Regions from separate parts of the Zea mays genome. Here regions 1 and 2 are each linked to region 3. A link is a contact called in public Hi-C data. All regions are on one chromosome and are shown on one strand. Each heading gives the region's core, a stretch centred on a gene start, on an enhancer-like site or on the middle of the called end of the contact. The rest is flanking DNA. Distances are from core to core; before and after follow the strand shown. Region 1 overlaps LOC100274680. Region 2 holds the start of LOC100274680. Region 3 holds the start of LOC100282700 (Signal peptide peptidase-like 1).

Region 1 (4,564 bases), core at 1,623-4,122, 250 kb after region 3:
TAACCTGGAGCCCAGGCTATTATAGCATAATTTCTCAGTTTTGTAGAAGCTACAGATTCAATTTTTTTCTGTTCAATGGTTGCTGATTATATAACCTGTATAGCCCGGAGTCCATGCTATTCTAGCATATTTCTTTAGTTTTGGATAATATAAAATGAAAACCATGAAGAACACCTTTTCAGGACACTATGCATTACTCATATATAAGTTCTGGAACACATCAGAACTTGGATAACAGAAAAAAACCTGTCATACATCAACTGTGTTCTAGAGGGTGATACAACATATTAACTCCTGTAAATAATTTTCACCATGCCACTATGGACCTGACTAACAAAAACGGTGGTTCCTCCTGTTTTTTAAGTCATTCTAGTATGTAGCTAGTTACAGTTAAGTTCTAGTTCTATTTCTTTTTGGTATTGTACCTGTGAAACTGTATTTTTTTTTACAAAGTTTACACGTTATTGTGGCTCATTCTGCTCAATTGCGTACACTTTTGGACTTATTTGGTGCAGCTAGTGTCAGTGGAGGGTTTATGGGAGCAAGGGCTCTGTGCTAGCAATTTTGAAGGGACATGGATATCGAAGACCTGGGCGAAGGGTGTTGGCAACTTGAATGTAAGTCTCCTACGGATTTTGGTTTAACATTGTATTGGACGGTGCATGCAAAACTTTGTTTATGTAGCAAAACAATCCATGCAGGTTGAGGACTTCTTGGACCGATCTCAGAATTTTGCCAGATCGGTAGGGGTGAAGGAGATGCAGAAAATATGTGAATGCCTAAGGGCTAGCGTTTCTGATTTGAGCAAGTTTTCTAAGGGTGAAATTGCTGCGCCCAAGCTAAAGGCCCTGTTGTTTAAGCCTTTGAACCAGGTTAACCCAGTCATTAAACCCCATCAGAAAACTATTAAGAGGAAGCGTACTAATCCAAATAAGACCAGAACTAACCCTATTCAGAAAAATGCTAAGAAAAAGAAGGCCCTTGAGCAGGATAAATTAGCCATTTCTCCTGGTCAGAAAGATGGTAAGAAGACCCTTGATCAAGAGAAGTCAGTTAGTTCTCCCATTCAGAAAGGTGCTAAGAAGACCAAACCCCTTAACCAGGATAAGTTAGTCATTTCTCCCGGCCAGGAAGATGACAAGAAGCCCCTTGTGCAGGATGAGCCAATAGTAGTGTCTCCCATCCAGAAGAATAACAATAAGTATGTTGATCAGGAGAAGTCCCTTCAGCAGGAGAAGCAAATCATCTCTCCCGGACAGAAAGATGATAAGAAGAGCAGCAAGGTGGGACCTGACTCAGCATGTAATCATGTGCAACAGAAGAAAGTGAAGGCTACTGTATCTACCGGCCGTGCTGCTAATACTCATGTTTCTAGTTCCAGGCCTCGCTCTGTTTTTATCCCCCAAGCACATTGGCCCAGCCAGCCAATTGTTGATCGGTTTGCGCATATACCTGAGCACCTGATCAGCCCTTCTGCTTTTAGTTATGGGTTGCCACAACCACTTATGCATCCAGCCTATCCTCATCCTCATTCTCATCAGGGATTGGTAGGTCAAGGACAGGGTAATTTCCTTCATTTCAATCCTGGTATTGAGCTGCAGCATCAAGGCCAGGCTTTCTTCGGTCCTCCAGCTGTCTACCACCCCATGGTGAATGGGTTTCACCCATTCGGTATCAATGGTGCTCAGCAAGTGCAGTACATCGACAATAGGATGGTGCAGAGGCCACCATATGGTTTTGGCCCAGGTTTCTGGGGATGATGGTTGCAGCCTGAGGAAAGGTTGGTTGCTAACTAGTGGGGGTTTGAGGTGAAAGTTGTCAGTTCAAAGAAAAAAAAGCTGTTGTGTCTAATATACTCAAAGATTTAGCTTTAAATAGGGGCCAGTGGAAAATAGCTAACCATGTGTCTGAACCTTGATTTGTGGTTTTTGTTCGGTTTCAGCTCTAGCTTACCTTAGAAGTAAAATGTTCTGTTGATGTTGGATTTTAACTCTAGCCTATCCTGGGATTAAAAGGTTTTGTTGTTGTTGTTGTAAGTTGTAATTGTAACTGTTAGGTTTGTACTCTAGTCTGATTTAAAAGTAAAAAGGCTATATTGTTGTTGTTGTATCTAGACCTGTACAAGGAGAAATAATCAAATAAGGAAAAAAACACAATGTGGGAAAGAAAGCTGTAATGTCGTTTGATCTAGTTTAAGTTGTTGATTGTACCACCTACGTGTGCTGTCTTTGTGCGAGCTCATCTAAGATGCATGTGAGATTGGGCGAGTTGAAAATCTGCTGGACAGTGAGAGGTGTCCCAGCTGAATGGGGTATGGCAGCAAGAAAGACTGAAGTTTGTCCGTCCTGGATGGAGCGTTGGAGGCGTGCAATGCAACAACATCATGGTCCCAGTCAGGAAGGTACAGTGTGTTGTTGGGTTCCAAAACAGAATCATGTCCAGCTCCAAGCAATGCCGTGCTGTAACTGGAGTGTACTTTCAGACGCAAGCTGTCTATGCTGTTGATTGGAGCGAACAAACAGTATGCTCTGTGGTAGGCATGAGCCGTTGCTTGTGCCCCCCTCTTGAAACTGTGGCGTGCCGTTTGTATCAGCAAGGCAGGCAAAACCGGTAGAGACAAGACAAGATGCCCCGGGACTGTTGCCTGCCGCCCATGGTATGTAATCGCCAATCTGTCGTGTTCATCGGCAATAGGCAAGCACTGAACCTGGAAGAAGTAGAAGGGAAAGCCGGCATATGCATGCGTTCGTTCATCTCACGTAGGCGAAGCATGGCGCTGTCGACGGCCACATCACGTTTGCTGTGCTGCTGCCTGCCTGCGTTGCTGACGCGATGGATGGATTCGACAGCAGCATCTGACAGAGGCAGCACCGGCTTTCGAGCGAGAGAGACGGCCGGGTGGGCTCTGTACAGCATGTTCCTATTCTGGACTGACTCGATCGATCCGGGACATCGTTTGGATGTATCCGGGAAAGGTTTTAACCTGTGAGTGTGATTGCGTGCGCAAGCTTCCGTGAATAAAAAGACAAGCAGATCTTGAGTACGTTGATGGCTCCGCATCTGGTAGAGAGGTGTGGTTAATGCGAATTAGGCATTCACTGCATCTGGAGCAAGAAAACATGAGTCCGGGCACGCAGTTTTGTGTTGGCAGATAGCTAGAGCTGAGACCGGACTAGGCGCACTGCAGTGCGCTTACCCTGATGAAAACGGCACTATATACTGTTGTATTTTCCTAGTTGCAGCTTGATGCGCTTGGACATTATTGGAATCCTAACTAAACATGCAAACGCGGAGGTGCATCCACACGATCGATCGGCGTATTTACATGCTTGATGCAGTGCACATATTTTCGACCCCCTGGTAACGCCTTAACAAACCCTCCATCTGTCTGTCAGTCTATCTCTATCTATCTCATTGAGACAGTCACTCACGCTCACGGCTAGTTTAGGAATCCAAATTCCTTTGGATCCCCTTCCTTTTCCCGGGTGAGAAATCCCTCTAGATAACAATTGATAAGATATTTATGGGATGTTTCAATATACTAGAGCTAATAGTTAGTGACTAAAATTAGTTAAAGACATCCAAACACCTTAACTAATAGTTCAACTATTAGCCATTTTTAATAAATTCCTTTGTTATGTTATACATATATATATGCACTTTATGGAATATATTTTTATTCTTCCTGATAGGATCAGTTTCCACATATACAGGTGGAAGCAACAGTTGAGGTTTTTAGTTCTACTTCTTGCAAGGATTAAGCTCTTTAGTTCTAATAAATGACATTGTAGCAGACTATATATGCGGAAATCAATTAGTAAGTGTTTTTTATTCTCTAGAAACTTGGAACATGTGAACATATAGTCACTTGTATAAGTTGCACATAAGCAAATCATAGCAGACTATTTATAAGGGAGTGAGTTGATGTCATCTCTAATAGAACTATATAATAATGGTAAATAGTTCTTGCTCAAATAATTGAAACACGTGTATTTAACCAAGTCATGTGTTAAATAAAAAAGTATTAACTTTTCTATATTACTTTTATGTGCATTTATCTAATTCAATCCATTGAATGCAGCATCTGAATCTACATCTGATCAAGTGCTAGCACAACTTCTTATTTGAATAGAAGGCTAAAGGTGAAAGAACCCGCACAAACGCTTGTGTGACAGTATGATTGTCTTTCTGTTTATATTTTTTCATACCACATGGATATGAATACCATATGCATGGACATATAGATATATAAAATTATATGACTATTGTATTTCTTAAGATATTTTTTTCATTTTGGAAGCTATCTGGTCCCCTACACAAAGTTTGATGGATAAAACATGGATCGATAATGATGCTAAGTACAAACCATGTTTCACAAATTAAATGACACCCATGGTTAAAATGTCATTTAACATAAAAATATTGTAGGCACAACAAGGCATATTTGCAAGGAGTGAATGGTTTCTTAGCTTTTGCATTTTGGAAAGAGGCAAGTGAAGTGCGTGAGCACTTGATATGTTATGGGTTTCTCAAAGGGTACATGATATGGAACTTACATGGAGAA
Region 2 (4,043 bases), core at 970-3,469, 240 kb after region 3:
AGGTTTGGGCCGAGGTCGCGGCCCATGGGCGGGCACGAGCACGGCCCGTTTAAGGCAGGCACGTAATGGCCCATTTAGAGGCACGAAAAGGGCCATATATTTATTAAAATCACACTTAATTCGACACTTTCATGTACTTGATAAAGAACACAAAGCTAGAGATAATGTTAGTTAGATGTTTTTTGTAGCTTTGAATTAGAGTATGTGATGTAATTTTATTCTTGTTATGAACATTAGATAATGAACTGAACTTACGAACTTTATATAGAGCTGATTATACTCTTTTTCTTTCTAACAAAATGATTTGTAAACGAGGTAGTCATTGCATAGCTCTGGTAACTTAATACAAATATTAAGTTTGGTTTTGATCAAATTTATTTGTCTTATCTTTTATTTGTTTTATTAATTTTGTTTTGAATTTCGGGCTCTGATGTGAATTTCGGGTCCTGATGTGAATTTTGGGCCAAAAATTGAATTTCGGGCCCTAATATGAATTTCGGGCTTTTATCATTTCGGACCGCCCGAAATGAGCCCGACACGTTTAAGCAATTACGGGCCGGGCCGAGGGCTAGGCCCATAGGCCGGCCCGGCACGGTCCAAAATTCAAATGGGTCGAGCCGGCCCGAAATTCAAACAATACAGACTTTTTCGGGCTTGGGCCGGGCCGGGTTGGGCGGTCCGAATGTACACATAGGACTGACCAGCGAGCCAGCACCAGCAGTGGCCCAGGTGATGATGCGCGTGCGGGCGACAGAGAAGCTGACCGAGCGGCTATCCAGCGGGCCCCACGTGGCAGTGGAAGAAGGTAGGGACGGTGGGGGAATAGTGGGCCTCGCGGGTGGTGACTTGAACTGGGCCGAGATGAGGAACTTGGGCCGAATCAGCTTAGTTCATTCTTTTTTCTTATTTCTATTTCCTGATTTTCTTACTTTTCAAATTCTGAAATTCCAATGTAAATATGAGTTGATTCAAAAAATATCCAGATTATATGCAACATATAAAGAACCCAACATGATATGCAAGTCATGTTTATTTTCTAGGTTAATTATTCATTTAAGCAAATGTTTAAACTATGGAACACATACACTATTCTTTATAGGAATATAGTATTTTGTGTGTGGGCTACAATTGTAAATTAATTCAAAATGAATATCCCATTCTTATCTACTTTTAGAGGACCTTAGCATATGACTTTTATCAAGGGTTACATTAATTAAAATGTTTTTAAAATATTTTTAATTATTTAGCTCATGAGAGAGAATTCTTCATGTTAGCAAATGGGTTGAAGACTTCCTCGTATTATGTTTTTTTTTTCCTGTATTGAGAAATTAACCTCTAGTTTTAAAATTTTTAGGGTCTATCTCTAACAACATTTTTTGTATCGCCATCTATTCACTTCAAGAGAAGATAAATTAAAAAAATGAGGAACCCTTATTAGGACTCACTTTAATTCTTAATCTTTTGGATAACTCTTATAAATCCAAAAATAGGATTTTGGGTTACAATCGATCATTAGGTGCTAAGTCGAAGGCCTCGTCGAAGTTGCTACATAGCGTAGGCCCCGGTCGCCCGTGATCTTGTACAAGTATGGTTAGTTAAAATAAGGGGTCGAGCCTTCGTGTCGTTGATCGAGGGGTCGAGCCTTCGTGTCGTTGATCGAGGTCATGTTTAGCCTTCACCCCAACAAATGTCATTCATGTTTTTTTGCTGATTATATTTCATATCTTTGTATATGATCATTGTATATTGAATGAGGCTATACCCGAATGCTTCTAGCATGCTTGAATATTATGGCTCAATCTGAATACGTGGATACTTCATCATTCGACATATGTGGAATTATGTGTTGTGCAAAAACTTTATATGAATTCAAATTTGCATATGTAAGGTGTATGCGATTTTAGTGATCAAATGTTGTGTGAATCTATTATTATTCAGTGTGCATCATACAATCAACCGATTACAAACAAATTATGTCATTTTTTATTTTTCAAAAATAAACAAGGTTTAACCGAAAACGCTCGATATAGGCGCGTTTTGACGGATTTTTTTTTTTAAATTTGAAAGCCCAAACCGTTCAGCAGTTTTCGTTTTTTTTTCTGGATAGGAAGCGGGAAATCGGGATAAACGAGATGGTTAACCGTGGGTCCACACAGCAGAGCTTCATCGGACATAATGACTTTCTCTGAAGTCTGACCCTTCCGCCCAACCTTCCCTCATCCTGTCATCCACCCTCGCCCAACCGACGGCTACCGGTTGTAAGATTGGAATCGTTTGATGGCCGCCGCCGCCGCTTCGCCTCCGGTTCCTTTAGGACCCGATGCCTCCGATCTACTGGACGGGGATCTCCGTCTCAAGTTCGTTGTTGCCCACCCCCCCCCCCCCCCCCCCCCCCCCCCCCCCCCCCTGGACGGGGATTTTACTGTTCAGTTGCTTACCTTTTTCTCTGGTGAAATTCGCTATGAGGGTGCACGATTGTAGTAGTTTTTTTACTTATTCAGCCATTAGATGCGAAAAAGTTCGTGCAGTTGTTGTTTGCCGTGATAGGATTCCCCCGCTAGACCAGAAACCGCTGTGTCGCCGTTGTTGTGTTTGCTGTCATGGCAAATATAGATTTCTTCGGCTTTTTATGTGTTTGAGCTTTGTTTTCTTTGCCATCGTGCAGGCCCGCTGTGGCAATCTCATGGGATTCCGAAGGTACATATCTCTATCTGCTTACCCTCGGCCTTTCTTTTTACACTTGCGTTGCTTACACATCTCTGTCTTTACCTTGGGCCTTTCTACACTTTTTGCTTGCTGCTCTCTCCCGCGGTGACCTGCATGTTCATGGAGTGGTCTTGTGGTGTAGAAAAGTAGATAGAATGCCAGGGTATTAATGCAAGGCGCCAAGTTATTACACGAAGCTATACCCCTTGCTGTGCGGTTCGAAAAAGAACCTTCCTCCTCGAAGGACAAAGCCACAAAGGAATAACATTCCTTTCACTGCTCTCTTCTTTCCTTTTGAAAGTTTGGAAGCCTAGACACATTTCTGTGTGATTACCTGTTACCTTTCTACACTGCTTACTGTTTCCCAGAATCCCAATGATTTGTATGTACATTGAGTGGTCTTGTATAGTACAACCAAGCAGATACAATGTCAAGGTATTGATGCAATGAGACAAGTTATTAGGGGGTGTTTGGTTCTCCTGACTAAAGTTTTTTTTTCTCGAACATGCAGGAGAGCTGCGTATCATTCTATTAAAAGAAGAAATAAACAAGGTCTAAAATAAACCGGGGTACAACTGACGCCTTACGGCGGCCTGAACGAAACTAGCATAGACTGACTCATCTATAAAACTCTAGGCTACATGAGAGAGGGAGGCAACAAGGGATGTCAACCCCTTGGCCCCGGCAGTCTCCCACAGACGGCGCTCATCCCCCACATGGATTAGGAAATTAGCAACATTAGGGGAAAGGCCATCAAAGATGCATCTGTTCCGATGATTCCACAAAATCCAAGCGCCCAGCATAATGAGGGAGTTTAGGCCATCTCTGAAGGACCCCTGAATAGCTTCATTTGCTTGATGCCACCACTCCATAAAATTAATATCCGTTGGTTGGGGGGCCAAACCCTGCAGCCCGAATTGCCTTAGAAGGAGGAACCAACATTCTCTTGAGAAAACGCAATTCACAAGCAGATGGTCAATTGTCTCCCTCTCCTGCTCACATAAAGGACATTTTTCCGGATGATCCAGCCCCCGCTTCTCAAGTCTTTTAGTTCAACACGATCAGGTCGCGTTGTTGTAATCAAGGCACCCTCTGCCAATGAAGGTGGGTCACTGACATAACTGGAGCTCTCATGACCGTCGTTCTTTGTGATTATGTTGTATTCGGGAACTTCATTGGAATAACTGCCAATGAAGGTTTTTCTGTAGTAGCGTCTTAAGCAAGTCTCTGCTCTAGTGCTCTCTATCTCTCTCGCTCCTTGCGCCGGTGAAACGTGTGGATGGGCAGCTCACCCGGCAATAGGGGAAGCCATGTAACTTTTCTACCTTCTTTATGAA
Region 3 (4,580 bases), core at 1,111-3,610:
TGTACAGTAGTTAAGTGCATTACTGTAAACCAAAAGTTAATTGTTATCAAGCTGATAGAGGAGTGTGCAGTGCATATCTTGCTGCCTGGATAAACTAAGATTTGCCAAAAAGTGGTAGGCATTGAACAGTGGACTTGAGTTCACGAAGAGTAACTTTTTTCTTTGGTATGACCTACCTTTGCATGTCAATAAAACCATAGAGGGTTTAACTAACATGTCATTTGGTCTTATTCTGAAACAAAATAGAGTTCATACATATAGACAAGACAAACAATATGAAGCTCAGCAAACATTGGGGTATTAAAAGTAGAACCACTCAAGGAGGGTTCAAGGACTAACAGCAGACGTTATAAAAAGAAAAGGACTAAAAGCAAAATAAAGCAATAAATATTTGCAAGATACAATTTATTGGGCCTACCATGTCTCCAAGGCCAAGCATCATGTAGTCACCAGGATTGCTTCCTGGAACAATCCCACCCAACAAATTCCTTGGAAATACAAGCTTGACTGGAAGCTCCAGCTTCTTTGTAATCAATTGCAATCCGGGCAGGCTGAGCTTATTTGCTACTGTGTGAACAGGATTAGATGCCTTCTGGGTGGCAACAGAAACCATGACATTTGCTCCAAAGAACCTTTCTGAGAAGAACACCCAGAAAATATCATACACAAACAAGCAGGCAAGAAGCAGCGCACAGATTTTTATGTTGGGAAGCCTCACATGGCTGACAAACGCTATACATATGGAAATTCCCAGTAGGTTATTTAGCAACCAATGCCCAGAAACCAACCAGGCTAAGACTGTGGCTATGCAGAAGAGCATCAGCAAACCTTGCAACCGTGTAAAAGACTTTGAACAACACCTGGACACGAATGGGTCCATTAGATTGAACTGCATCTTGAGATAAGTGACATACGGAGACAGGCAAAAGAACAGTGCCATCGCAGAGGCCACAGCAGTAAAAGCAGTCACAAGATGTGAGACAGACGAGAACAAGTAGAACATCAGCAACAGACTGCATGAGCTTGCAAGGGGAATCATTAGTGCCTGTGACCGATCCAATGTAATGGAAGCCTCTGAAAAATCCAAGTTTCTCTCCATCTCTTTGCCATAATCTAGAGCACGCGATGCGGATGCATAGGCCACAGAGATAGCTGTGGCAATGAGAGCAAGTGATGCCGGCTCGAGCAAGTAGGTCAGCTTCCACAAGGATTCCATCCTATGGAAAATTAATAACAGTCCACCCTTATTCTATGCTCTGACTACCAAGGTATCTTCAACCTGCAATAACCAGCAAACAACAAGCAGCGTCAAGGATAGCTTATATATATACAGCATGATTAATCCTTCCGGTTCTTTTCTTTCGTATGTTCCTTCCAATTAATCGTTGTGCAAGCTCCCTAAACAACACAATCTAGTTTGACAAGAAAAATTAAAGCTTTTGCAGCAAACATAAAAAACATTAATGAAAAAATAGCTCTCTGAGAAGCAAATTCAGCATAGGGCATGGAGGTTCAGTCAATTTAAAACAGAGCATGCTCCAACAGAACTGTTCAAACATAGGCGGATGTCCCCGCACCTTGGGTAGTCCAATTTGGGGGAGGGGGGCAAACTAAAATGGATCTTGCGCCGGCAGAGGGCGAATAACCTGTTGGACCCATGGATGGATTAGACAAATACTACAGCAAACACAAAGTAAACACAGGCCCGGAGGGTGAAGAATTTGGAAAAGGGAGAAGGGAAGATCCCCAGAACAAAGCAAACTACTCGTACAAGGGAACCTATCCTACCTAGCTGGATGGTTTGGAGTTCCTCACCGAGTAAGGAAGAAATCAGTCCAAGATGGATCTCCACATCTTTCCGCGTCACGGCATGCCAGTGCAAAATCAGTAGAGGCAGCTCGCGGGGAGGAAGGTTAGGCCTGGGAGAGAAGATTTGTGTGGTTGGGTGGAAGCACGCGTGCGAGATGGCGTCGTGGTCGTCCGAGGTGGACCGGTCCGCGTGGGGTTGGCTAGAGTGGGGATCGGAGTCAGTGCCCGGCTGCGGCTTCCCTCTTCCGACTGCCTTGCAGCCGTTTCCGACTGTAGCTGGCGGTATAGGCAGTGGGGCGGGGGCGGCTGGCCGGCGGCCGCGCTGCGCTGGCTCCTCGCATCCCCTGGCAGCCTAAGCCAGGAGACTGGCGGCGCCGTAGCCGCCGGTAGTCGATTAACCCTCGGAGATTGCGATTGCACCGGCGGATTGGGCGTCGGGTGGGCGGCTGCTAGGTTCGGCCTCGGCAGTGTCGAGGGACGGTCGGACGGAAGGAGAAGAACGGGAACGGGGGATGGCGGATGGGGATCGGAAGGAAACGGGGGTCCGGGGGACGTCGTGGGGGTGGGGCTGACAGGAGCACCTGATTCCGTTTGTGATCGGTTTGGCTTGATTTGATTTTATCACGAGCTAGACTAGTATATAGTTTCGTTTGTTAACAAGTTAACTCGAGCCAAACTCGAAATAACTTATTAGTTCAATCAGATAACATTTGTTAGCAAATAAAGCATACACTTATGTTGGATGAATTATACTAATTAGTGTTCAATTGATGTGATATATGAAATTGTTAGTATTATTACTCTTTTCTAGTATGAAATTGGTCTAGAATGAAATAGAAATTAATTATATTGTTGTGCGTGTATATGTGTGCACCACATATTGTTTTTTATAGCTCGTGAGCTAAACGAGCTAGCTCGAGCTCGCAAACGGGACGAGCCGAGATGATTCTGGCTCGATTCCATAACGAGACTAGTCGAGCCAACTCATTACCTTAACGAGCCAGATCGAGCTTGACCGAGTCGATTGAGCTGACTCGATATCAAGACCTAGTTATGTGCTTATGCTATTCCAAGTGGTGGTGATCTTTAGCTTTTCTCTATTTTCTTCTCTAACTTTACTATTATAAAGCATCACTATGGCTCAACACTTCCATCGTGGTCGTTTTTAAAAATAACTCTGTACTTTTTATCCAACTTAGAAAAATTAATTATTTACCACTATTTAGGGGGTGGGTGGCAAAGTTTTTACCATGTCAGTGACACATGATTAAGGGGATTTTGTAAAGATGACAAATAGTTAAATGCCCTATCAACCCATTGTCCAACTTCATTTCTCTCCTTACCAGGAACCTCCTCCTGGACCCGGAAGCCAACTTCGGCTTCTCCGACATCGACTTACCTTCGCTCTCCCAGCCACAGCAGCTGCTACAGTAGGCGATGTTAAACTATGTATAGATTCATATTCCGAGTCTAGCTCCTATTCTTAGGTGTGTACGGAGTCTAGCTCCTATTCTTACGTGTGTACCGAGCCATCCGGCTCTATCTCTTGTAATCAGGTCTATATATACATTGTACACCGAATGGCACTATACACAGAACAGTTCTTCTTCTATTCTATTCTTACATGGTATCAGCCGCCTAGATCCTGTCTTTCCCTCTTTTGCGTCCGACATGAGTGATACGCAGAGTTCATTTTCCAGCACTACTGCTGTCGTTTCTTCCACCACCGCTCTTCCTCTCTCTCAAGCTATACACAGCGTGAACATCAAATCGCTTGTGTCGTACACTCTTGATACTCAAGTTCACAACTACGGCAAATGGAGCCAACTCTTCACCATTATTCTCGGTCGCTTTGATCTTCTCCACCATATCACTCTTACCTATTTATTATTCTTCATCATCGCTTAATTCCTCACATGTTATTGTTGGTGATGGATCCAAAATTCTTGTTCACGGTACCGGCCATACCTCTCTGCATTCACCACCACATACCTTTGTTTTATCCTCTGTTTTGCATCTTCCCCACTTAATCAAGAATTTAATCTCTGTGCGTCGTTTCACTACTGATAACTCATGTACAATTGAATTTGATCCTTATGGTTTTTCTGTGAAGGATCTGGCCACCAAGAAAATAATCATGAGGTCCAATAGTTTCGGCGACCTCTATCCCTTCTTTGGAACCATCTCTGCTTCCCCGACGGCTCTTCTGGCACACACCACATCCGTTGATGTTTGGCATCGCCGTCTCGGTCATCCTAATAAATATTCCTTAGCTTGGCTTCTTGCTCAATTTCCCTTTTTATGTAATAAGTCTTTAGCTGCTTCTCCTATGTGTGAAGCCTGCCAGAAGGGCAAACATGTTCGGCTACCCTTTCCACATTCTATGTCATTCACATATTTTCCTTTTCAAATCATACATTGCGATTTATGGACCTCTCCAATTTCGAGCATTTCTGGTTTTCAATATTATTTAATTATCCTCGATGACTATACTCACTATGTCTGGACTTTTCCCATCCGTCACAAATCTGAGGTACCCACGATTTTGCGTAATTTTTATAATTATGTGCGCAACCAATTTCATCTTTCCATTCAATCCATTCAGTGCGACAACGGTAGAGAATTTGACAACCATGTTCTCCGTAGTTTTCTTTCAGCTCATGGTTGAGAGCACCTAGAGGGGGGGGTGAATAGGTGATCCTGTAAAACTTAAACTTATAGCCACAAAACTTTGATTAAGCGTTAGCACAGTTAATGCCAAGTGGCTAGAG

The links. Hi-C and Micro-C count contacts between places; a contact is called where the count stands out from the background.
Region 1: a contact with region 3 is called in a Hi-C map of ear, with 1.9 times the contacts expected there. The contact joins the enhancer-like site here to the promoter of LOC100282700 in region 3. A contact is called at or near these places in 2 of 25 Hi-C or Micro-C datasets (ear and endosperm).
Region 2: a Hi-C map of tassel shows a contact between it and region 3, with 2.3 times the contacts expected there. The contact joins the promoter of LOC100274680 here to the promoter of LOC100282700 in region 3. A contact is called at or near these places in 2 of 25 Hi-C or Micro-C datasets (endosperm and tassel).

The regions. Positions count from the first base shown.
Region 1 is chr4:53,766,844-53,771,407 of Zm-B73-REFERENCE-NAM-5.0, reverse strand. It overlaps LOC100274680, which reads left to right. Exons shown (of 10, transcript NM_001148999.2): 9 at 516-617; 10 at 702-2,169. The coding sequence ends at 1,760. Among protein-coding and RNA genes, the nearest start is that of LOC100274680, 17 kb to the left of the region's middle. Within about 2 kb of position 2,872, at least 18 of the 20 cell types and tissues checked have an H3K27ac peak or open chromatin away from gene starts, as enhancers often do. A contact at or near this core is called in ear and endosperm, where this site is marked.
Region 2 is chr4:53,784,172-53,788,214 of Zm-B73-REFERENCE-NAM-5.0, reverse strand. It overlaps LOC100274680, which reads left to right and starts at 2,219. Exons shown (of 10, transcript NM_001148999.2): 1 at 2,219-2,357; 2 at 2,666-2,697. The coding sequence starts at 2,278.
Region 3 is chr4:54,019,690-54,024,269 of Zm-B73-REFERENCE-NAM-5.0, reverse strand. It overlaps LOC100282700 (Signal peptide peptidase-like 1), which reads right to left and starts at 2,360. Exons shown (of 5, transcript NM_001414627.1): 1 at 1,789-2,360; 2 at 1,578-1,646; 3 at 419-1,279. The coding sequence starts at 1,216.